5 separate regions of the Gossypium hirsutum genome follow, and all the other regions are linked to region 1. The links are chromatin contacts, called in public Hi-C maps. All regions are on one chromosome and are shown on one strand. The core of a region is the stretch at or near the end of the contact, and the rest is flanking DNA. Distances in the headings are between cores, read along the strand shown. Region 1 holds the start of LOC121213624 (trihelix transcription factor PTL). Region 2 has its middle 11 kb from the start of LOC121213523. Region 3 holds the start of LOC107949465. Region 4 holds the start of LOC107949479 (UTP--glucose-1-phosphate uridylyltransferase). Region 5 holds the start of LOC107922232 (serine/threonine-protein kinase CTR1).

Region 1 (2,508 bases), core at 3-2,502:
TAGTCTTTTTATAATATTTATACAAGTTTTCGAATTTTTCCCTGCATTTTTTCCCACTCCTTTGGTACCCATGTTCCTCAAACATGACTCTACAGCACCAAGAGAAAAGGGAAGGAAATGGCAATAAATTAAACTTTAAACCTATTAGAAAACAGATGAACCCTAATTCAAATTTGTATGACCATGGAAATATCATGTGATGAATGTTGATAAAGCTCTTATTTGACCATTCAAAATTGAAAAATAAAGATGGGTCTTTCGGCAAGGGACTGATGAAAACGTCTTTTCATGGAAAAAACTTGCAGATGGGTACTTAAAACATCCAAAAGGTTAGTCATTTTTATAGTAAAAACCAGTAAAAACTTGCACAATAATGGAGGCAACACATTTTCAAAGGAAAAAAAGAGAGCAAGTCAGTTGAAGACTATAGAAATGATCAGCTATCGTTTATTTTCTTTAAAAATAAATAAAAGAAGAAAACTCGTGTAATACTGTTCCTGGTTTGAACCCCATTTCATATCTTTAAAAGGAGAAACAATCCGTGGAGTGAAGTTGCTAGCTTTGGGAATGGAAGAAAATAGAGAATTAGGGTATGGAGAGCATGGAAGAATAAATATATTATTTGTATATACCTGGAAACTTCATCCCACAAAGGACCCTTTTGATTAGCTTCTTTGAACTTGGGGTCGAGATGAGATCTGATCTCAAGAAGTGTTAAAGTCTCTTGTCTCGGCCACCTTCCATTTCCTCCGTCACCTCCAAAAGCAGTGGCTTCACCGTCGAACCCACAGCTGGGACTAAGTGTGGAAGCACTAGTGACAGTGGCAACAGCAGCCATGGGAGTGCCATTAGTATTACCAGTAGAATCAGAAGGGAACTCATGTCTACCCACCATTTGCATCACATCGAAGGGGTGGTGGGGTTGCTGCGATGGCGGCAGATTCCGGTGGTGGCCGGGGGAGAATAACTCAGTATCCTGTGGAATTGCTTGGAAATTGATGGGTTTTCCGTTGAGTAGTTGCCTAAGATCGGGTATGGCATATTGATGGTGACGATGATCCTCCATTTCCATATCGATTTATGAATCCAAAAAGAAAAAAACAATGGATAAGGAAAAGGAAAGAGTAGAGTAAAGCTAGAAAAATAAAAATAAAGAGTGAAAGAGAAAGTTTTTAATAGAGAGAAAGAGTGTATGAGAGAGAGAGATAGAGAAAGCGGCAGACTCGGATCGTGTCGTCCACGAAAAATCTCCAAATTAAGCTTAGGACAACGGTCCCACACTCTACAAATATACGTATTTTGCTACAATCTTTTCCAAAATTACCTACATTTGTACATAATTGGAGTGTCTATTAATCCTAACTAGAGGTGTTCATGGGCCGGGCGGCCCGGGCCGGCTCGACGGCCCGCCCGAAATATGGGAGAGTTTTGGTAAAAATATAGGCCCGAAATATGGGCTTCGGCAAAAATATTTTTATTTTTATTTTTTAATTTTAAAATATTTTTAAAATACTTTTTTTTAATTTTTTAATTTTAAAATTTTTTTAAAATACTTTTTTTAATTTTAAAATATTTTTAAAATACTTTTTTTTTAATTTTAAAATTTTTTTAAAATTTTTTTAAAATACTTTTTTTAATTTTAAAATATTTTTAAAATACTTTTTTTAATTTTTATTTTAATTTTTAAAATAAATTTTTGGTATATATTTAAAAAACGGGCCGGGCCCGGGCTTATGAATTTTTTCCCAGGCCAGGCCTGGGCAAAATTCTAGGCCCATATTTTGGGCCGGGCCGGGCCCGGGCCTAGGACCCGGGCCGAAATTTTTTCTGGGCCCAGCCCGGCCCATGAACACCTCTAATCCTAACCCAGGTTAATTTGGGTGTACCTTAACTTGGATTTTGATATTTATTTTGTATCCGCTTATTTTAAGTAAAAGAATTTTTGAATTTTTTATAAAAACATTTATTCATTCTTTTTAATTTAATTTATGTTAATTTTAAGAGTGAAAGTGAATAATTAAGGACAATTAATCATGGTATTAATGTCTTCAGTCAATTGTAAATGATTTTAGCTCTCGATGTTTATATGTTTTGTCAATTTGGTCTAGATTCTAAAAAATTTAACAAATTTAGCCTCAATATTTAACATTTACAAAAATATTACAGGATAAATTTGTTAAGTTATTACCAAATTAACAAAATGTGTAAATTTTAATGGCTAAATTTGTTATTATACTAATCAAAATTATGTACAAATGATAGAAAACATTAACGTCATGGTTAATTGTTCTTAATTTCTCACATTCAAAATTGATAGGAATTAAATTTCCCAGATTTTTTAGAGGGACTAATTTGTCCAATTTCAAAATTAAAAAGAACTAAAAATATATTTTTACCCATTTTTTAAATTTAGAAAAGAGATCCATATCATTTTGAATTATTTATTCAAATCATTTTTAATCCAAACCACTCTAGGTTCCAATCATTTTGTGTCGATCATTTTGAATA
Region 2 (2,508 bases), core at 5-2,504, 500 kb after region 1:
CAGTACAGGATGAGGTGAGTTTGAGCACACACCCCAAAACTAGATAATTTTTAAGAAAAATCAAAATCGTGAATAATAAAAATTAATCGTAAAATTATTTAATAAAAATTCAGGAAATTATTTAATAAATTTGTCTATTAATATGAATTTCCTAGAAAAAAGAAACCCACAAAAACCAGGTTATTCTCGTGCTTATTATTTTATTTGCGTGACCATATTTAAATATGTATAGGAAGATATTTTTTTTATCATGACAATACTGTAGAGGGGTAAGGGGTGACAATATTTAAATATGTATCATGTAGATGTTAGATGAAAGTTTTAACCGTTGTTTTAAGCAAATTTTGAGAAGATTAAATTTTAGTATTATTCTCTATACATTTCAAAATTTATGGATTTAGTCTTTGTATTTTAATTTGATCATTTTTAGTACATGTACTTTTCAAAATGATTGATTATAGCCCTTGTACTTTTTGAATTTTGAAATTTTAGTATTGACTCAAATAGAAACAGTTGATTTTGTTTGGTCAAATTCAATTACTAGTTGTGTACTATGCGTACAATTGTAGGTTTGGTCCATTTTCTCCAATCTGATCATTCTAAATCCATATGCTTATTGAATTTGAAATTTTAATCTTAACGCGAATGGAAATCGTCAATCCATTAACTAGATTTGTAATGAGTAATATGTGGAAATAATAAGCTGACATGGCATTACACACGATAATATGTTTGGTGCATCAAGTTTTGGAAACAGAAGAACTTAACTTAATAAATTTAACAATTATCATTTGATGAGGACTGAAATTTTAAAATTCAAAAAGGACATGAACTAGCATTGATCAAATCAAAGTATAGTAGACTAAATTCACAACTTCCATAAAGTATAGGGACTAATAGAAAATTTTAACGTTTTGAGAATGGGAGGAATTGTTTATATTGGAGAAAATAGCATGAGATATTTTATTCTCACATAAATAAAACATGGCTTAAAATTAACTAATATGTTTGTATATTGTTTGGCTTCAACAATCTGGTCTACCTTTAAAAAGAATTAATAAAACACAAACCGACCGACCACGCAATCCAAGTACCATAAATGTTAGAAAATCAAAATGGGGCCACATTACAAACATTTTTGAGTGAAGACAAGAGAGGTAACAGTGACTTATAAATGCACCGTCATTCCATGCATCTACATAATGCGTCCAGTTTTATAGCTTGTCCACTTCACACGTGTTCATTCACTCACCCTCCTGTCAGAGAGTGTCGGCCTTTTTGCCCTTACCTCGTTTTTGGACGGACCCTAATCCACCAATCCATCCCCGGCCCTTTCAAGTCAAACCACTTTCTTTCACTTTTATTTTCTAACAACACTTTTATTCAAACTTTTTCAAATTATTATTTTCCGTTTATTTAGAATATAAATTTATATTTAAAAATAATATACAATAATACATAAATATGTATAATATCAAAATAAAAAACAGATTATGTTATAAGTAAAACAAAATTCAAACACTTATATATCATATTAATACTATTAAATTAATACAATTATTTAAATAAACATCTTTACTTCTCAATTTATAATTCAATTTCTTCCCCTGAAAGAATTTCTGGATTCACCTGTGCATATTAAGTCATATCATTAATAAATTAATTAATAATTTCAAAAGCATTAAAAATAAATATATAAACTGAATCAAATCTAAAATTTATTATTGATTTTTTTCATAAAATTATTTATTGTAGAAAGATTAACAAAACACTAAATAAATCTGTATATTTTTAACATATATGTTACTAATCTAGTGCATATTTATATATATTAAACTTTGTTAGACATGCAAATGCATGTAATCAAATTCTTTTGTTTTTGGGTGCCATTACAAGCTTACACATAGGGTAGCATAGAATTAAATCTCAGATCTTGAGGAAAAAATATTTATTAAAGAGAGAAAAAAAAAGTAAGATATTTTTTTTAGGAAAAATAAATGAGTGATTAATTATGAGAAGTGGGAGATCTCAAGTTTTATCCTATTAATTAGATGTTGATTTATTTTAGGATGAATTATTATATAAAAAAAACTTATGAAAAATGGATAATTTTTTAATTAAACGAGTAAAATCCTCAAAAATATTTCTTTTGCATTTATGCATGTATTATCCAATTGAGTGAAAAGAATTGGTTGTTAGTATAGATAATGAGGTTTTGCTGAAGCAAAAGGTTTGAGATTTTATTGAAGTTGAAACCATTTGCTTTTTGTACCTCCTTTTTGCTTTTGTTTTCAAAAAGTTGATTTTGAAATATTACTTTTACAACACTTTTTTCCCACAAGATTTTCAAATTACATTTACATCCATTCCATTCACTTTGCATGCTTGTTTTATTGTTTATGTGAAAATAATAAATTTATAAAACAAAAATTAAATGAAGAAATGGTAAAAGTTTGGAATGAAATCCCATCAGAATTTAACATGATTTGAAATGAAAATAATATCCCC
Region 3 (2,508 bases), core at 7-2,506, 430 kb after region 1:
CCTCAAGTATGCTAAAGTTTGAGATTTAATCCTTCTACTTTAATTTTAGCATAGTAGAAGACTAAAACGACAATTAGACCCCAAAAATGTGCAGCAGAGTGATTCAATTTGCCGACAGTTCAAGCAAGTCAAAGAACTCAGTCACCTGAGTCACGAGTTTACTCCCCCCGCCCCCCCCCCCCAAAAAAAAAAACAAAATGAAGAAGCTTTAACCAGATCAGAGTTGCAGTTTTAATTAACCAATTGATTATAAGTAATCATTCAATTAAAGGCACTGACCTTTCTTTCATGGAGACTGGGAGATGTAGCCGAGAAAGAAGGGCTAGTTTGAAGCACAAAACGTAAAGGGCTTTGAGAAAAGTGCTTATCAAAAGAAGCAAAAGCTGAGTTATTTCCTACAACTTCATTGGAAATGAAAACCTCTTCAAAATCCCCCGATGGACTAGAGCTACATGAAGTATCCATGTCCATTTCTTCATTGCTTTGGGACCAAACATCACTGGTAGGCCTATCAGTGTAAGAACTTGAACCACACTTGTCTTCACTCATTACATTGTTTTTCCTCACAGTTGAATCCCACCTCAAAATGTCCTTCACTGAAACTTTTGATCCTTTAGTAGCTGTTTCAGGCTTTGGGTTTTTGGTACGATGAGTTAGCCTCTTTAGAATGGAACCAAATAACCCAAAAGCAGTGCCATTGGTGTTTTTGGTGTTGGGGGTTATAGGTTGAAACAAAGGAGATTTGTTCAAGTCTGGTGAGTCATGGAAAGAGAAAAGGCAAGCTTTTTTGCAGAAATTTAAAGGAAAGTTGGAGTTTTGAGAGATGGGTTTTGGTTTATGGAGTTGAAGATGAGTTTTAGGTGGTGATTTCTTGAGTTGACAACGCCTATCAGCAATGTAATTCTTCAAAAGGAATGGCTCTTGATCCTCTTGAAGTAACTCGTGCAAATGCTTCCGAGCCATCATTCAAAAGATATATTTGAATTTCCCTTTCACTTTTGACAATGTAATTAGAAAAATCTCGACAAGCTTTGAGCTTCAGCACAGTGAAAGAGTTGAAGAGAATTCAACTGTAAACCAGAAAAAAATCAACGCAGCAAAAGATAAGATTTTGATGAAGAAGACGAAGGAGTTGGCCTATAAATGAATAAATAGGGAGAAAAACTCAGAAAGGAAAGAATGAGGAGAGTTCCCTTCTCTGATTCAAATCTTGAAGGTTCACAATATCGAGGTGAAGATAGTGATAAAAAGAAACTTATTATAAAATAATAATACAGAAAGGATTTTACATTTTACCCAAACAACAACCAATAAATAAAGGGGTTTAATTTTGAATTCAGTCCTTGTACACTTTACATTTTTATAATTTAGCCTCTATTTTTAATTCTTAATATTATTAATTGATTTTGTACCATTTGAATATGCTCTACTTTTTAAATTATACCTTTAAATATTAAAATTCAACTTTAATGTTCAAATGAAAAGAAAACTATAATAAAATGGGTAACGTACAGAGATTATGGGCATAAAAGAAAATTAAAGAAAGAGAGAGTAAAATCAAAAAAGAAAGCAAATTTATATATATACTATATATAAAAAAAATGCTTTGTCTTGTCTTAAAGGAGATTATAAAAACAGCCATAATATCGTTTTTAAAAAATAATTACGGATTTAAATTGATTTTTTTTATATTTAGGAAACAAGTCGATTTTAAAGAGATAAATTAAAAACGCATCCAGCACGAAGCACTTTTTGTGTCTGAAAAAGTATTCTACGAAATGTGTTTTCTTTAATGACTTAACATGTCAGTTTTTTTTGTTAGATTGCTAAATGTTATTTGTTTTATCCTTAAGCCTCGAGTTTGGTTCCTCTCCTATTCACATTTGTATTCTTAATTTCACGTTATTTTAATTTTTTTTAAAAAATTAAATAAAAGAGTTATTAATTAAAAAGATGAATTAAAAAATTTGAAAATATATTTATTAATTATTAATTAATTTTAAAAAAAAAATTAAATCAACATGAAAATAAGAATACAAATGTGAGTAGAGTAGAAGAGAAATCAAACCTGAGACTCAAAGGCAAAACTACCAACATTTAATCATCTAATTAAAGGAGTTGTTATGTTAAGTTATTAAAAAATATATGTTTTGTAGAACACGTTTTTTGGATCTCTCTATAAAATTGACTTATTTTCTTAAATATTGGAAAAACGGATCCTGTTCCTCTTGTTATCTTCCAAAATGGACAAATTTACTCATAAAAACAATCTCCTATGTATTTGTCACATTGTGTTTTTCTAGAGCGATGAGTATGCATTTCATGAACAAATAATAAAAGACAACCCATTATAAAAAGAAAAATTGTAAATAATTGTCACTAAAACTTCATTTATTTTAATAAGAATGATATCGATGAAGAGTCGTGCATGTAAAGACTTCCTTAACTATTATTTTAAGCTTTTATTATTATTATTATTATTGTTTGTTGATTTCAGTACTAATTTTC
Region 4 (2,508 bases), core at 5-2,504, 380 kb after region 1:
CGCCGCTACTGCTAGGGGATTTAGCGGCTTTTTTAAAAAAGCGCCGCTAATGCTCAGGGATTTAGCGGCGTTTCTGAAAAAGCGCCGCAAAAACATTTTATCTGTCTATTTACTATTTAATGGTTTATTTATATTAATTAAAATTCAATTTATTTTTAATTGAATATTTGTTAAAAATGGATAAATTTGAAATAATGACACGTAGAAATAATTTGAAATAAAAAACATAAAAAAATATTTGTTAAAAATGGAAAAATTAAAATACTATTATTTAAAATAATTTTAAATTTTTTTGGGTACATTACTAATTGTTTTTTAATTTATATATTAAATAATTTCTTATATAATCGTAAAAGAGATAGTATTAATTTTAAAATATTGAATTAATTATCACTATAGTTTAGGGTTTTTGGTTTAGGGTATATGACTAATTTAAGATTTAAGGCCGGTTTAGGAGTTAATAGTGTAAGGTTTAGGAAGTATGGATTTAGGGATTATGGTTTAAGGGTTGAGATTTAAGGTTTAGGGGTTAGGGGTTAGGGGTTAGGGGTTAAGGGTTAAGAGTTAGGGATTTAGGGTTTAGGGATTTAAGAGTCGAGTTAGGGTTTAGATTAGTTATTTTTTAATTAATATATTAAATATGTTTTTATATAATTGTAAAAGAGATAATAATAAATTTAATATATTGAAATTAAATTATTTAAGAGAATATAATAAATAGACTTTATATGTATTGAATGGTTAATTTAGGGTTTAAGGTTAAGGTTTACTTGAGATTTGTTAAATGATAAAATTTTATACAATTAATTAATGCCTTTATATTTAAAAATATTTAATCTAAACCATTTAATATATTTAAATATTAGTTTAAATAGAATTAATAAATAAGTTAAAAAAATTAATAGATTGATATGGATATATAGGTAATTATTTAATTTGGATAGGACCAAATTATAAGAAATAAAAATAAAATACAAAAATAAAATTGAAATAAAAAACTAAATTTTATAATTTTATCTAATTCTTATAAATATTACTTAAAATTTAATAATTATTTATTTAAAATTTATATGAAAGATACAATAATTAAATATTAAAAATATGCGAGCTTTAGCGGCGTTTTTAGCAAAAAAACGTCGTTACTATATACAAACGACGTCGTTTTGTTCAAAATAAATTAATTTTTGTGGTATTTTTATACAAACTCTGCAAAAGGTAAGCCGCAAAAAAAATCATTTTAATTTAAAAAAATCACACCATTTCCCCAAAAACAGATCAAAATCGACACCATTTCAAGAGAAGATAAACGGCGCCGTACCAAATCTAGGGCAAACAACCCCTCTTATGGTTAAAATGCTCTCATTTTTCAACCAAATCCAAACCCTAAATTGCGCCTCTCCCAATTTCTTCTTCACTTTGAGGTTTGAGTAGATCGATCATTTCCAGAGAATTCACTCAAGGACTGGAAATCCCTTCAACTCAATGCTCTTTTTTGACGATGAGGATAGGAACATACAAGCTGTAAGAACGAGTTTTCCTATCTTCTCGATTTTCCTGTTCTTTTGTTTTTATAACGCTGATTTTGGATTCTGGGTATTTGTATTTGTTTTTATAACAAGATGAATTGTTCGTTCATTTTTCTTCATAGACCAGTTTTTCAATGTGGAATGACATATAACTCTAGATTATTTTTCAAGGGAAAAGATGAATGTAGAGTTTATTTATGTCTTCAAGCCCAAAGTTTTTCAAATGTTCTTTTCTAGTCTAGAAAGGAAATTATTTGTTTTTACATTTAGCATGGTCTGTTTTGGTAGGTTTCTGAATGTGACAAGCAGAAGAAACCTGAGAAGGGATCTGTAACTTTGGAGGAAATAGGAAAAAGAAATACCAGTGCTGGAAATACTGCAGATGGTACTCAACTAGATGCAGAGATTGCTGGTCCAGAGAACATTAATGTAACAATATATAGTTTTATATATTGAAACAATATAAGAAGGCTACTTATCCAATACCGACCAATGATTCTGTTCAATTCGTTTACTTGATATGTAACATGATAACTAAATGTCTTATGTTGGAGAAGAAAAAAATGGAGCAAAAGGGACTGGGAAGAAGGCTACAATCAAGTATGTTTTTATTATATTTTTAAAGTTTCTTTTTCTGGGTTTGATATTTGAATGTTTTGATAGGATGGATTCTTTTTCTTTTTTTCTCTAATTTTGGTGGAAAGGGTGGGTTTTATCTCTGAACTGTGGTTTCTGTGACCGAAATTGAGTATAAAAATCGTAGGTTATAAGGTGTGCATTGGATGTTAATTTTATTAATTTAACTAGAGAGGAAATAAGAGACCGGCTAAGTTTGTTGGCAGTAATTGTTGTAAGATTGGATGTGCTTGATGGATGATTTAAGAGTGATTTTGAGTTGTGGACATGAGTTTCTCGATATATAGATGACAGAATCTTGAGTTATTACTAAGTGGTTCCTTACTTAAGTAGCTTGATTGAGGAT
Region 5 (2,508 bases), core at 5-2,504, 350 kb before region 1:
CACGGTTTTCGGGTTACTTATACGACGCTGTTTTATATGCTGCATAAAAGCCATCTAAAACTTAAAAAAAAACCCTAAGCTATTCTCTTCTTGCGTGCGCCGCTTCTCCCAAAACCCCTTCTACTCCTTCATTCTGCTCTCTGCACAGAACCAGGAAGAACTTCGCAAGCACGCCCTCCAGGTATGGTTCTTCCTGTTCTTTTCTATTTGTTTAGTGTGGAAGAAAGAAAGAAGAGAAGACAAAAAACAAGAAAAGTGGTAAGATGCAACGAAAAAACAAAACAAAGAAAAGTTAATCACCTTCCCCAAAAATCCCCCTTCGATCCTTTGCTTTTTATTTCTTTTCAATCGTTTTCTAGATATAAAAAAATGTCACCTTTTTACAAAAAAACAATTGGCTTTATATAGCCGAAAAAATAGAAAAAAGCCATTCTCTAAAAACTGTCCTCCCTTTTTACATTTTCATTGTATTTTTCTACTATTGTTCGTGGCCGAGGTTTGTTGTCTGCTGCAGGAAGAACGTGCTGGAGCGCGGGACAACGTGTGTGACGTGCAAGGGCGACGTGCGGGAGCAGCTGCGGCGATCTGCTGCTTAGGGTTTCTGTGACTTCAGGCCAATTGGGCCTTGTAATTGGGTTGGGATTGGCCCAAGTTTTATTGGGTTTGATTGTATTTAATTTGGGCTGTGTAAATGATTTTGGGCCCCGGGCAATAATTTTGTATTACAATTAAAAATGAATTTTTATTTTTTATTTGTATTTTCAAAAACTAAATTAAGATTAAGTTTTGTCAAAGAATTACGTAGGTTTTTATAGGAAACTATTTGAGTTTTTGTAGAAAAAAACTTGAGTTTTAAAATAAAACTTGCATTTCTTATTTATAGTTAAGTAACGCAATTTTTAGTAATTTTTTTAAAATAATAAAAGAAATTAAAAAAATATCTAGTTGATTTGGATATTGTTATCCAGAGGACATGTATTTGAATGTGTTGAAATTTATTATTGAGTTAAGAAGAGAATATAAACAATTATAAGTATTGTGTCAACAAAATAGATATAATCAAAATTTATATTGAGATTATCAAATAATTATTATTTTTTTTAAAAAATAAAGAATGATTAAAATGAATTTCAGTTAATTAAATTAACAACAAGCGATTAAAGCAAGAAAACAATTTAATAATATTATTTAAAATTTTTACTAAATTTTAGTGATTAATTATATAGTTTATTCGAGAATAAAAAACAAACGATTAGGCCACCGAATAAAAATGGTATCTTTTCCCTTTTTTTTTCTTTCTCTCTCCGATAATCGAATTCTAGAAAGAGGGAAAACAAGAAATTAGTAAAAAGAGTTCAGGAAAAAAAACTAGAAAGGCTTGAAATATTCAACAATGGCGGTTCCTAGGGTTTCTAGGGTTTTGTGATCAATTCCTTTAGAGTATCAATGGAAATGCCCGGACGAAGATCTAATTACTCTCTCCTTAGCCAGTATCCCGACGACCAGTACACCGTGTCCATATCAGGAGCTCCGCCTCCCTATTGCGATTCACTTTCAAGCGAAGCCACCAGTAATAAGAACAAAGTGAAATCAGAGAGAGGTTTAACTGATTGGGATCAGAGTCTCAGTCAGAACCAAAACCAGAACCAGCTACAAGTAAATCGAATCTGTGGCGGCGGCGGGGGAGGGAATACTTTTGCTTCGTCGATCAGTCTTCAACGGCAATCGAGTGGAAGTAGCTTTGGTGAGAGCTCTTTATCGGGAGATTATTATGTGCCGACCTTTTCTACGACGGCCGCCAACGAGATTGATGGGTTCGTTTATGGTCACGACGGGAGCTGTGAGCATGTGGATTTAAGAACGAAAATTGGGGGTTCGTCCTCTGGAAAAAGCTGGGCGCAGCAAACGGAGGAGAGTTATCAATTGCAGTTGGCGTTGGCTTTGAGGCTTTCTTCGGAAGCTACCTGTGCTGATGACCCGAATTTTCTGGGTCCGGATTCGGATGATTCTGCTATTCGGGGAACTAGCTCTAGCTCCGCCTCAGCTGAGATAGTTTCCCACCGGTTCTGGGTATATTTCTAGTGATTTCTTTGTTCATTTCACTATTAGCTTGTTTAAATTAACTTAAATGAACAGTAAGGCTAGGAGATTGAAGGAATATGCATAGGCAAATATAACGGTCGTGATAGTGAATGGATTTACTTTTTAGATGATTCCAAATATCTGTTACGAGATGAACTGGATTGTGTGAGTGAACTCTTACATTTTGTTGTGAACTCTGAATGATTCAAAGGATAGGATGTGACAAGTTGGTTGGTCAAGAGTAGTTTTTTATTGGTTCGGGTTTAGAAAAATCTTGTCGATTTATGGCAATATTATTTTTACATTTGGATCTAGTATGCATGAGTTGGCAATCAGAATCTATATGGATAAAATTTATAGTGGGATCTCAAAAAGCAAGCAATTTCTACTGGGCCTTTATCCTTTTTTGGTTCAATAGGGTTTTTA

What was found. Hi-C and Micro-C count contacts between places; a contact is called where the count stands out from the background.
Region 2: a Hi-C map of leaf shows a contact between it and region 1, with 3 times the contacts expected there. The contact joins the enhancer-like site here to the promoter of LOC121213624 in region 1. A contact is called at or near these places in 5 of 34 Hi-C or Micro-C datasets (all in leaf).
Region 3: a contact with region 1 is called in a Hi-C map of leaf, with 2.4 times the contacts expected there. The contact joins the promoter of LOC107949465 here to the promoter of LOC121213624 in region 1. A contact is called at or near these places in 2 of 34 Hi-C or Micro-C datasets (callus and leaf).
Region 4: a contact with region 1 is called in a Hi-C map of leaf, with 1.6 times the contacts expected there. The contact joins the promoter of LOC107949479 here to the promoter of LOC121213624 in region 1. A contact is called at or near these places in 2 of 34 Hi-C or Micro-C datasets (both in leaf).
Region 5: a contact with region 1 is called in a Hi-C map of leaf, with 2.6 times the contacts expected there. The contact joins the promoter of LOC107922232 here to the promoter of LOC121213624 in region 1. A contact is called at or near these places in 9 of 34 Hi-C or Micro-C datasets (anther, callus, hypocotyl and 3 more).

What each region holds. Positions count from the first base shown.
Region 1 is chrD01:33,457,184-33,459,691 of Gossypium_hirsutum_v2.1, reverse strand. LOC121213624 (trihelix transcription factor PTL) reads right to left here and starts at 1,252. Exons shown (of 2, transcript XM_041086434.1): 1 at 633-1,252; 2 at 1-89. The coding sequence starts at 1,072.
Region 2 is chrD01:32,952,812-32,955,319 of Gossypium_hirsutum_v2.1, reverse strand. No RefSeq gene overlaps it. Among protein-coding and RNA genes, the nearest start is that of LOC121213523, 11 kb to the left of the region's middle. Within about 2 kb of position 1,254, at least 3 of the 9 cell types and tissues checked have an H3K27ac peak or open chromatin away from gene starts, as enhancers often do. A contact at or near this core is called in leaf, where this site is marked.
Region 3 is chrD01:33,026,797-33,029,304 of Gossypium_hirsutum_v2.1, reverse strand. It overlaps LOC107949465, which reads right to left and starts at 1,256. Exons shown (of 3, transcript XM_016884118.2): 1 at 280-1,256. The coding sequence starts at 966. It also overlaps the pseudogene LOC121213578.
Region 4 is chrD01:33,077,965-33,080,472 of Gossypium_hirsutum_v2.1, reverse strand. LOC107949479 (UTP--glucose-1-phosphate uridylyltransferase) reads left to right here and starts at 1,254. Exons shown (of 4, transcript XR_005908960.1): 1 at 1,254-1,521; 2 at 1,815-2,508.
Region 5 is chrD01:33,808,932-33,811,439 of Gossypium_hirsutum_v2.1, reverse strand. LOC107922232 (serine/threonine-protein kinase CTR1) reads left to right here and starts at 1,254. Exons shown (of 16, transcript XM_016852149.2): 1 at 1,254-2,070. The coding sequence starts at 1,447. LOC107921237 (a long non-coding RNA gene) reads left to right here. Exons shown (of 2, transcript XR_001690990.2): 1 at 1-181; 2 at 515-752.